Linked DNA regions of Mus musculus: region 1 is linked to region 2. The links are chromatin contacts, called in public promoter capture Hi-C maps. All regions are on one chromosome and are shown on one strand. Each heading gives the region's core, a stretch centred on a gene start, on an enhancer-like site or on the middle of the called end of the contact. The rest is flanking DNA. Distances are from core to core; before and after follow the strand shown.

The links. Promoter capture Hi-C pulls out the DNA fragments that hold promoters and counts their contacts.
Region 1: a promoter capture Hi-C map of cranial neural crest shows a contact between it and region 2. The contact joins two enhancer-like sites. A contact is called at or near these places in 9 of 39 promoter capture datasets (the C10 cell line, cranial neural crest, embryonic stem cells and 5 more), 3 of 484 Hi-C or Micro-C datasets (the N1E-115 cell line, embryonic fibroblasts and olfactory sensory neurons), 5 of 115 datasets of contacts at active chromatin or transcription factors (cardiomyocytes, double positive thymocytes, neural progenitor cells and 2 more) and 1 of 9 other capture datasets (embryonic stem cells).

What each region holds. Positions count from the first base shown.
Region 1 is chr11:68,191,568-68,197,013 of GRCm38.p6, reverse strand. The region is part of intron 7 of Stx8 (syntaxin 8); the gene reads right to left. Among named protein-coding and RNA genes, the nearest start is that of Mir6406, 27 kb to the left of the region's middle. Within about 2 kb of position 2,318, at least 34 of the 459 cell types and tissues checked have an H3K27ac peak or open chromatin away from gene starts, as enhancers often do.
Region 2 is chr11:68,032,447-68,037,329 of GRCm38.p6, reverse strand. The region is part of intron 6 of Stx8 (syntaxin 8); the gene reads right to left. Among named protein-coding and RNA genes, the nearest start is that of Stx8, 68 kb to the right of the region's middle. Within about 2 kb of position 2,724, at least 8 of the 459 cell types and tissues checked have an H3K27ac peak or open chromatin away from gene starts, as enhancers often do.

The DNA.
Region 1 (5,446 bases), core at 1,069-3,568, 160 kb before region 2:
TGGCAGAAACAGGTGGATCTCCAAAAGTTCAAAGCCAGCCTGGTCTACATAGTGAGTTCCAGGTGAGCTAGGGTTATGTAGCCAAACTTGTCTAAAAATAAATGAAAAAATGTTTACAGTGCCCAAATCCTGCTACTCACACCACAGGGCAACCACTGGTGGGAAGAACAAAGACTTGTACTCCCTAAAGGAGCCCCGTGATGGTAGCTGGCCAGCGGCAGAGCTGGCTTTGGGCAGAAGGCCCACGTCTCTGGGTGGGAGTGTCTTGGAGCTGGGCTCAGCAAGCTGGGGAGTCCCTACGGGAGAGGGCGGGCTGGACTGGTCATTCAGGTCCCTGGAGAATGAAGGTAGCACAGCATGGTGTGGGACATGCAAGTGACAATGTGGCCCCTCAAAGGACCACACAGCAAGGCAAAAATCTGGCTAACATATAGCGCCTGTGCTAGTTTGGGTTCTGACTGAAAACAGAAATGCTGGGATAAACAGTGTCTTCACTTTGTCTCCTTGTTGTGTCAGGCTGGGTAACAATCAGGGCCTTGCCTTTAGACAGCACCATGGTCTGCAGACCATGCAGAGGAAAGAAGGCAGCCTTCAGACACCTTCCTGGTCCTTTTGCCTCTGCAGGCAGACTATCTAGTCCCTCTGCATGCCGCTTCCTCAGGATAATGTGGGACATGTGCACGTTTCCCAGGGCAGCACGTGGTTTTGCCAGGATCTGGGATCTGTCATGCTGTTGCTGCTGATGGCTGGTGACTTTACTTGCAGAAGAGCATCAGCCTCCTGAAGGCACTCGGCGCGCTCCTCCCTCAGACCAGGCTTCAGAAAGGCCAGTGCTACCCAGGCGCGCCTGCGCACGCTACATTTGTGCTGGGGTGACTCTGAGAGCACTGAGGCACCTTGCCCTCTCTTCTGGAGGCCCAGCCCCACCTGGAGCGAAGCTCCGAGTGCTGTCACCACAGAGACCAGGCAGCACTGCTGGCAACGGTAGGGAAAACCCTGGCAACATGGAAATAGAAATAGAAGGGGAGGTGACAGCAGTTCCAGAGACACATCTGGGGGCCAGAGGGAGCAGCAGCTCTCAGCAGGAAATGGGAAGCAATGAGGCCACCTGAAGTGGGGGAGGGGGAAGGAGAACTGGCCTAGAAACAGGAAATTAAAAGGAATTAAGACAGTGAAGGAGGTGGAGCAGAGGAGCTGGAGGGCAGCCTAATAACGGAAGGCAGGCTCTGGACCCAGGGCCCAGCAGTCGCTCAGCATCAGGGAGCTGTGGAGCGGAGGACTAGGCCCCAGGCCCTGGACTGGCCAGCAACAGAGACCCTGTGTGAGTACTCATCTCACTGGCCAGATGTTGGGTCAAAATGAGAGGTGAGACTCGGTCAAGAGGTTCTAACGTGGAACAAGAGCACTGTTGAGAGTGCTCATAGTGCTCGTCCTGCATTGGGGAGGCTGAGGCAGGGGGATTATGAATTTGAGGTTATCCTGGGTTATATGGGAGACTTCATTATGTATTCTTCCGGTGCTACCCTAGGGAGGATTTACTCAGGAGTGTGACGTGTATCCATAATGTTCACTGAGTGTGGACTCTGTGCACAGCTTGCTCTTCACGGATCTGTCAGCCTCATGAGGGCAGCAGGAAACCACGTGCAAGTGGACTCACCTCCCAAAAGAATGCAAACTCTGAAATGCTCATGTTCCCTGAAGGGGGTGAGCAATTCTATGATGGCTGCTTCCTGTACAGAGAGTGCTGAAGCTTCTAGGTCCTATCTGTGTTCCTAAAGTGTTGCTCATTCCCCGGCTCTGAAGGAAGCTCCTCTCAGCACTCACCACCGGTCAACAGCAGAAACCAAGTGCAAATAGATAATCCTTCGCATCGGCAATCAAAAGCAGCACATTAGGAGTTGTCAAGGCAATAATTTAAAGTCAGCTCTCCGGTGCATCAATACTTGCTAAGAAACATCCCCTGGCCGTGCTGTAGGTTACCCCTGGGAATGTGACTCTATCTGGCAGGAATTCAACTGTCTTGGAAAAGCCAGGCAGGAGCACTGTTACGGATATCTTGTTTTGACAATTCCCTCTGGACCGCATGTCAAAGATCTCTGGATGGTTCCAGCCAGGCTATGGATTCACTATAACAAACTCCTTCATTCATCCTGCTTAGACCAGGCTGTGCCACCTGGCACTAATTAGGGACACCTGGCAAGGTGACCCATTGTCACCCATCAGTGGAGAAAAGTGAAGCACCTGGACAGGGTTATGAGCTCTGAGGTGAGTGCATGAGTTCCAGACGCCAGGGCGGCATGTGAGAGGTGGCCTAGTGGCTCTGGCTCGTCACCCTGACCCTGCCTCTGTACGCACAGCTGACATACAATGCTGTCCAGAAGAGGTCACCAGGTAGCTTTTGCCAGGATTCTGTGTACCTAATGGAGCACAGCCAGGGCTCAGGTGATAGCCCTGGCCACATTCAGGCAACAACAGACCCTAGACTTAGCCCTGAAGGTCCCTTAGACTTGGTTGGACAAGCCATCCCTTAAGTAACCCTAATCCCCCGAATACATTTCATGGTTTTTCTTGTTTTGCTTTGAGCCTAAATGGACAATTTTGTCCTGTTTGCAACCGCACCCCTTCAGCAGACAGATCAGCAACAGGAATACTTCTCTGGAAGAGTCTGAGTGCAGCTTGTGAGTGTTTGCTTGCTATCAGTTTAGTCTCAAGAAGGCAGCTGGGAGGTGCTGCTCCCTGGAGCACGTGGCCTTGGGCTGCAGCTCCTGACTCTGAAGGAGTCCAGCTCCAAATAGAAATCACTCTCAAGTACAGTGGCACCTTCCCCACAACAACTCCTTTTCCTGCACGGTCACATAGCCTTCAATGCTGCAAGTGCTCTCTAAATCAATGCTGTTTGAAAAGTCAAGATGCAAAAAAAAAGATGGCTCCAGTTTGGGGGCAACAGGCACTTGGGAGTAAATATCAGGGCATTACAGCTCGACCTCTGTAAACTCAGCCAACAAGAAAATGCTGGATGGACAGACCAGTTGCTTAGGTCCCTCCTTCTCCAGGACACCCATGTACCCACTCTGAGTGCCTGGTTCAGGCAGGTCCCAGGCAACTGCATGAGGGCCCTGCCACTTCTGTGCCTTTAGTGAAGGCCACATCCACTGACTTCGTTAGTGCTGGGAACTTTATGTGCACCCTGTATGTGCTATATACACCATCCAAGGGGCTGCTCAATAAACACCTAAGCGAATGACAGGTCCTCACTGCCGACATGGCTTGGTAGGTGAGCACTGCGTAGCTAGTCTCTGGAAATCTGCCTTCTGCACCTACAGCAATGAACAGAGCCAGCCGGCAAGCCGCTGCCCTCTTGACTTGATGCTGGAAGAGGCAGAGAAGTTGCAGAGACAAGTAGATAACTCAATGTAGTGGAAGCTGTTACCAGCCAGGAAGAAAGGAGAGCTTCTTTCTTCCTGGTGGGAATCTAGGTGGCAGCTCAAAGCTGTCCCCTTTCTTCAGGTTTGAGGGCCACACAGGGAGGAGATGCCAATACTTTCTGGAAATGAATCATCCAACAATGGGGTAGGGAAGCACGCTGCAGGTAAGAGGAGGGTGTCTTCCCATGTGGCATTAGGAAACTTCCAATTTTAGATGTTAATAGCATGGAAGCTTAGAAATAACACATTACGAGAGTTTCTTGGAATGAAGGGTGATGTAATGACAACTGGAAGCAGACAGGGAACTTATTATAGAAGGCTGGAGAGGAAGGCCTCAGCCATGGAGTCCAGCACTTTGCAGGATGGGAGAGGTCAGGCAGGGATCTGGTTCCTGCCTAGTCTGTGGGGGACATGGGGTCTCATATGGAGTGGGAAGTAGTGTACTTGCTGTTCCTTGGATAGCTGCTATTCATCAAGTGGCCCACTTTGACTGTTCTATGCCTAAATGAAAACTATACTTCTTAAGTTGATGGCTGCTTTTATTAGGGGCCGTTTCACTTCATCACGGCACTGGCAGAGAGCTGCAGAGACCTGGCCACCAGCTGGTCTCTGAAATTGAGAGGAAGCCAGGTTGAGGTTGTAGAAGTAAGATGCAATTAATAGATGCAAGATGTCACCCTATGCTTGAAAGACCTGGGGTAAATTCATGAGGGTGATGGTGGGGTTTCTAGACCATTTCCATGGCTCTGTCACCCTGCAGGCCTGCCCCAGCTAGCCTCAGCATTCCTTTGGACCCTAAGATGACATGAATTACATTTGGAGCCAAGGGCCACAGTGGCAAGGATACAGTGGCAAGAAAGGCAACTGTTAAGGGCTATGGGAGAAAAGAAAAGAAAAAGGCCAGCAAAAGGATAGCCAGATACCTCTTCTGTGAAAAGCCCAGTCTCCTTTCAGATACCTGGAACCTATTTGTTGTGGTCATGAAGCTTGTTCCCATCACATGAGAAAAGTTCAAAGGTCATTAGCTTTTAAGTGGACACCGTGAGGTAGTCTGAGCTCTCTTACCCATCATCTTCGTGATATGTCATAGTATGTCACCTTCCACCTGTACAGCAATGGGAGGTCCATGACATATGCACATGCGAATGAATGCGAGGTCTCCTGCTGTGCACCAAGGCAGCATGGGAGAGGCCTCTGGTCAGTGCTGGGCAGCCTCCCATCCTTGGGCCTGACCATTCTCAGCAAAGCTGGAGCTGGCCGCCAGGCTTTTCTAGGAAACTTTCTCTCCCTTACTCTTCCCCAGCTGTATCATGAAAACGGATTTCAAAAGGTTCACGAAATCCTCCAACACTGCATGTGTGTAAAAATGACTAAATAAAGAGCCTATAGATACAGGAGAATTCATATGTGGTCTGTGGGAAGTATGATGGTTTAATCTTCATCTTTGACAACATTTCCAGAGATGATTAACTGTTGGGGCATAAACAGGGGAAGACCCACTCTGAAGTGGGTGGCAGCATCCTATGGGCCGTGGTCTCAGGCTAAAGCAAGAAGAGAAAGACAGGTGAGTGTTGGCAGCCCATCTCTGTCTCCTGAAATGTCCAGAAGTGATCGAGCAGCCTCTGCCACCAAGCCTTCACCACCAGGATGGACTGCAGACTCTCAAACTGTGAGCCACAATGCATCCTTCTTCCTCAAGCTGCTTTCTGTTAGTCAATCTATTGCATCAACCAGAAAAATAACTAATAAAGAAAGGGCACACATCTCACTGTGCCCAAGTGCTTGTCTCCCTAAGATTCGGTTCACAACTTTAATGCTAAAGCTATACAATGAGAAGCTTGGCGGCAGAAATGGAATGAAGAGCACACCTGGATAGCTTCTCATTGGCAGGATGAAAGCTATCAGCTTTGTGAGCTCCGTGGGACCCAGCATGGTTGGTACAACAAGAACAAGAAAAGACATTCCAGCTGGGTTCCACATCAGCTCATGGGGAAAGGGTCCTTTACTTAGAGCAGCATTAG
Region 2 (4,883 bases), core at 1,475-3,974:
CTGGCTTCCACTAAGTTATACTTAAACCCTGAGGTTCCTGGAGGACTGCATGTGCTGAGAGATCTCAAGTGTGTGTCCCAAATGAAGAGTGTCAGAAGCAGGCACATAATAAATGTTCAAACCGAGCTCAGGAAGCAGACCTGGGAGCAGCCACCAAACACGAAGTGCCTTCTGATGAGAAGCGGCCCTCTTACACAAACACTTTCCGGCGTGCCTTCAAGGCTTCGGTTTGAATACATTCTCCAACATGAAGCTACTGAGAACCATCCTGTTCCCCTGAGTCGTCCATCTTTTCCCATCCTTTCTTACCCAAAACACTTCCTTGGTCATAGGCTGAGGATTCTGACTTGAGTCGGGGAAGAGGGGGAGCTCAGAGCAGAGAAATGCCAGGCTTGTTGTTTTCAGCATGATTTAAACAGCTTCGGTGTTATAACCGGACAGAAAGAACAAAGATACTAAAATATTAATCACCCTGCCCAGCTGCCCACTGGGACTCACTGAAAATGGCAACACACTGCTGGCTCCTGGCCTCGGGTGCACACTGCTGCTGTGCAGCTCACAGACACTCCCCTTCCTGAACATATGGAGAGATCGCAGGAAAGAATTTGCCTCAGTGAACCCTGACTAGCCAATCAAAACCAGAAGGCTCCAAGTTCAGTGACTAATATCAGGAATGAGCTGTGCGTGGTGACAAGGAAATTTTGTGTGCTCGGGAAATTTATACCCTGAGATCAGCCATGTCACAGGTGTGCAGGATCACCTGGAGAGACTGAACTTTAAAGAGGCCAGTTCAAACATTTCTTCCAGCAGCACGCCTGTCATCACGGAGTCTGAGAACCCGACAGCACCCCATCGTATCTGGGACCCCCAGGACTGACAGGGGCAGCCGACACACCAAGCCTGCATCTTCATGAGTGTGTCTGCTTTGATGCTCTCAGCCCATGAGGCAGGGATCGTCATCCCCTCTCTCAGGGAAGGAAGGGAGCAGCGCCTGGGAAGATTAAGCCTGTCGCTCTTCAGTCACGCAGCTGGGGAATGGGCGGGGCGGGCCTATCCGATTCCAAAATCTTGCTCTTTACCACTGTACATCCGGCATTCTTTTCCCTTCTTATGCCCTAGGACTCATTAAGAGGTAAAAAGCCGAAAGCTGGGTAGAGGAAACATGCAAACATAAAAAGATTCTGGCTGTTCAAGAAGACCTTGGAAAACAGGGAGGCATCGACTTCCAAAGGGTGGACTGAACTCCTTAGTCGCCTTGGAAGATACATTAAGTATGGTAAATCGAACATTCCTAAGCAGAAATATAAAATCCAAATGCCCCTCAATCCAAAGCTTTCTAAGTGCTGGCTTTTTTAAAGTAGAAAATTCCACCCCTGACCTTAGGTCAAAACTCAGGTGCTGGCCAGTGCCATGGCTCGGTGGATAAAGGTGCTTCCACCAAACTTGAGCTTAGTCTCCAGGGGCTCACCTAGTGCAAGGACAGCAAGGCTGATTCCTGAACGTTCTCCTCTAACCTCCATATGCATACTGTGGCATGTGCACCCTTACATACACATTGCCAGGAATGAGATCCCACCAACATCAGATGAGTCATGCTGGTGGCCAGGGGTCATATGAGGGGTACAGCCAAAAGAGTCATCATCTCTGTCCCTTTTGCTGATGCCTCATGACAGGTGTGAACCAGGAATAGTATGACAAGTCATTTAAAAGTGTCAGCAATGCCTATGGCACCTCCAACTGCTTAGTACCACACCCTGCCCCTCTACTAAGGTCATCCATGATAACTCTAGCACTGTGAAGGACTCATGACCACAGGCCATGCTATCACTACCACCCAGAAGACGGTGAATGTCCCACTAGAAAGCTGTGGCATGATACACGTGGGGCTGAATGCCATCCCTGTATCTACTGGCACTGCCAAGGCTGTGTGTGTGCAAGGCCATCCCAGAGCTGAATGGGAAGCTCATTAGCATGGCCTTCCATGTTCCTACCCGCCCCCCCCCCCCAGTGTGTCAGTCATGAACCTGACATTGTACCTGGAGAAAGCTGCCAAGTACTATGATAGCAAGAAGGTGGTGAATCAGGTATTGGAGGGCCCACTAAGGAGAACCCTGTGCTACACTGAGGACCAGACTGTCCCCTGCCACTTTAACAGGGATGCCCACTCTTCCAGTTTTGACATTGGGGCTAACATTGCTCTCAACAACTTTGTAAAGCTCACTTCTTAGCATGACAAAGAAGAAGGCTACAGAGGCAGGGTAGAGGACCTCATGGCCTACAGAACTTCCAAGGAGTAAGAAACCCTGGACCACCCACCCCAGCAAGGACAGAGAGGAAGAGAGTGGCCCTCAGCTGCTGGAATCTCTGTCCCAGCTCAGCCCCCATCACTGAGAGGCTCCCCTCACAGGCTCCATTCCACACCCCCCCAAGGGGAGCCCTACTCTCTTGAATGCCATTAAAGTTCCCTGTACCTGCAAAAAATATATATACAAATAGATAAAAACTTAAAAATACAGGTACACAAAAATATTGCATAAAATTACTTTCAGGATACACAGACAAGGTGCACAGAAAATTCAAGTAAGTTTTGTGTTTAGACTAGGTTTGCAACCTCAAGATCTCCGGTTGTGTAATGTCAATACTCTCAAATTAAAACATACTTATCTTAAGCATTTGAGATAAGAGATATTCCGTGTATACTTCCAGGACAAAGGGCACTTAGGCTGGTGAGAAGACATGAGAGTTGAAGGGGTAGCAGCATGGAGAGACACACGCTAGCTCTTCAGGTGCTCTGTATGACTGGGAGGATCGGAGGAAGTGGACATTTTACCCTCAGAGGTATAACTGATATTAAAACCCCACACTGTTTCCAGTGATAGACGTGGCAAGATCTTGGTGCAACACACCTCCAGCCTGACAGGGGCAACCAGAAGAACATCAGCATGGCCCAATGCCCGGTGACAAATAAAATCTCAGCCTAACTGAACATGAAACAAGAGATATCATGCCATCAGTAAAAGTGAGCATTTATTAAGCACTTGCTGTGTGCATGCACTGTGTTAAGCACCACCTCGTTTTCTCCTCAACAACCTTCTGGGGACCATTACTTATCCTACTCTATTTGCCCTCAGTGCTGAGATAAGGAAATGTGATTTCCAAAGGTAATGGGGCAACCAATCAAGATGGCTAAACGAGAAGCTTTTCCGCTTACCCCACTGATGGGGACACAGGGAATGTGCATCCCTGTAATGACAGGAATGAAGCAGGTGCAGAGAGAACAAATTCTCGGTACACAAAAAACAGAACTATTCTCCAGTGATGCCAATTCTGTTTCCAAATGACTGCCTGAGATGGTTAGACAAGATAAAATGTCTTGCCAGGTGGTGGTGGTGGTGGTGCATGCCTTTAATCCCATCACTGTAAACGCAAGTAAAGCGGACATGCAGTGGGCCTCTGTGCCCTTCTGTGGTTGGTCCTTGGCAGGTACCTTGGAACTTGGATGTGGGGAGGGGTGAACTGTTAACTGATAAGTGCGGCCCAAGGTGTCTGGGCTGCACAGACAATGTGGCTTATGCTGAACACCTGCTTTCCTTCTGGTTCTCTGGAATTTGGATACCCGCCAGGGAGGAGGTAACACGCCTATGTAGTAGATGCCTTGAATAAAGCCTGGGCGATCACCTCTAATGCGATTCCCTGATTAGTAACATCTCATACACGCTGTCAGAACTCATTTCGGTGGGATTAAGCATATCCTGTGTGACTTTACTGGCTCAATGTCCTTGGAAGGTTGCCCTGGGTGCCCTTGGACTTTACTTCTGAGCCCGGCCCTTGGCTGATTCTGTTTTGTATCCTCTCATGTGATAACTAATAACCATGAGCATACCCAGTGCATGCTCATTGTTTGTGGGCAAACGCTGACTTAGTAAGCACTAGACCAGGTTCCTAAGGGAACCATGTGACCTCTATGTCCAGATCTCATCATGCAAGTTACAGTATTTTGTCCCCAAAGCAACTCATTACAGTGCTTCTATTTTCTTTGTATTTCAAAAGAAAAACAAGGCATTTAGGTCTACCCACCCAAATCAACTTCACCTAAAAGCTCCCAATCACATCCAGAGATCATCTTCTAGATTCTGTGATTCTGGATCCTGCTAAGTTGGCAATGACTGTTAGTCATCACAAAACCTTGCAACAGGACCCAGGGCCAGAACCTCCAACCTTCGGGCATCTTTGGAGGAAAGAGGAAAGAAAAATGCAGCTCGTTGCCATGTCTGACCTTAGAACATGTCAGGAATGACTCAAATTCTGTGTCGCCTTACAATCACTCAAGATTGTAAAAGTGTCACCTACACAGACGTGGGGGCTACAAACTTGGGGAGGCTCCAACTCAGCTTTAGCCCTCCCTTCTTCCTACAAAGGCACTGAGGAAGAAAACCACTGTGCAGAGCGGCAGGAGCGGAGCTCAGGGAGACCTACTCTTTGCATCTGTGATGCTACTGGATCCTTTCTGCTTGCTGTGCTGTGCTGTGCTGTGCTGTGCTGTGCTGTGCTGTGCTGAGGTGCATTCTTTGGTTCAGCTGCTACAGTAGGAGGGACTGTGGCTGCCTCCTCCTTTTCAGAGATCAAGTAGGAACTGTGGGGAAGCCCATGGGAAAGGAAGGCCGATGAGTCACCTACCCGAGCTGTCCCAAGACATAAACCAACTATGGGCCCAGAAAGAAATGAAGAAGGCATAGTCTAGAAAAGGCAAAGTCCTTGTGGCTCAATGGTCTCAGCTCATCATCAAAACTAAAGCTAGCAGCAGCAAAGCCATGTGACAAGTACCACACCCATGCCAAGCAATCATTTCTGCATACTCAGCAGACTCACAGACACTGGCTCCT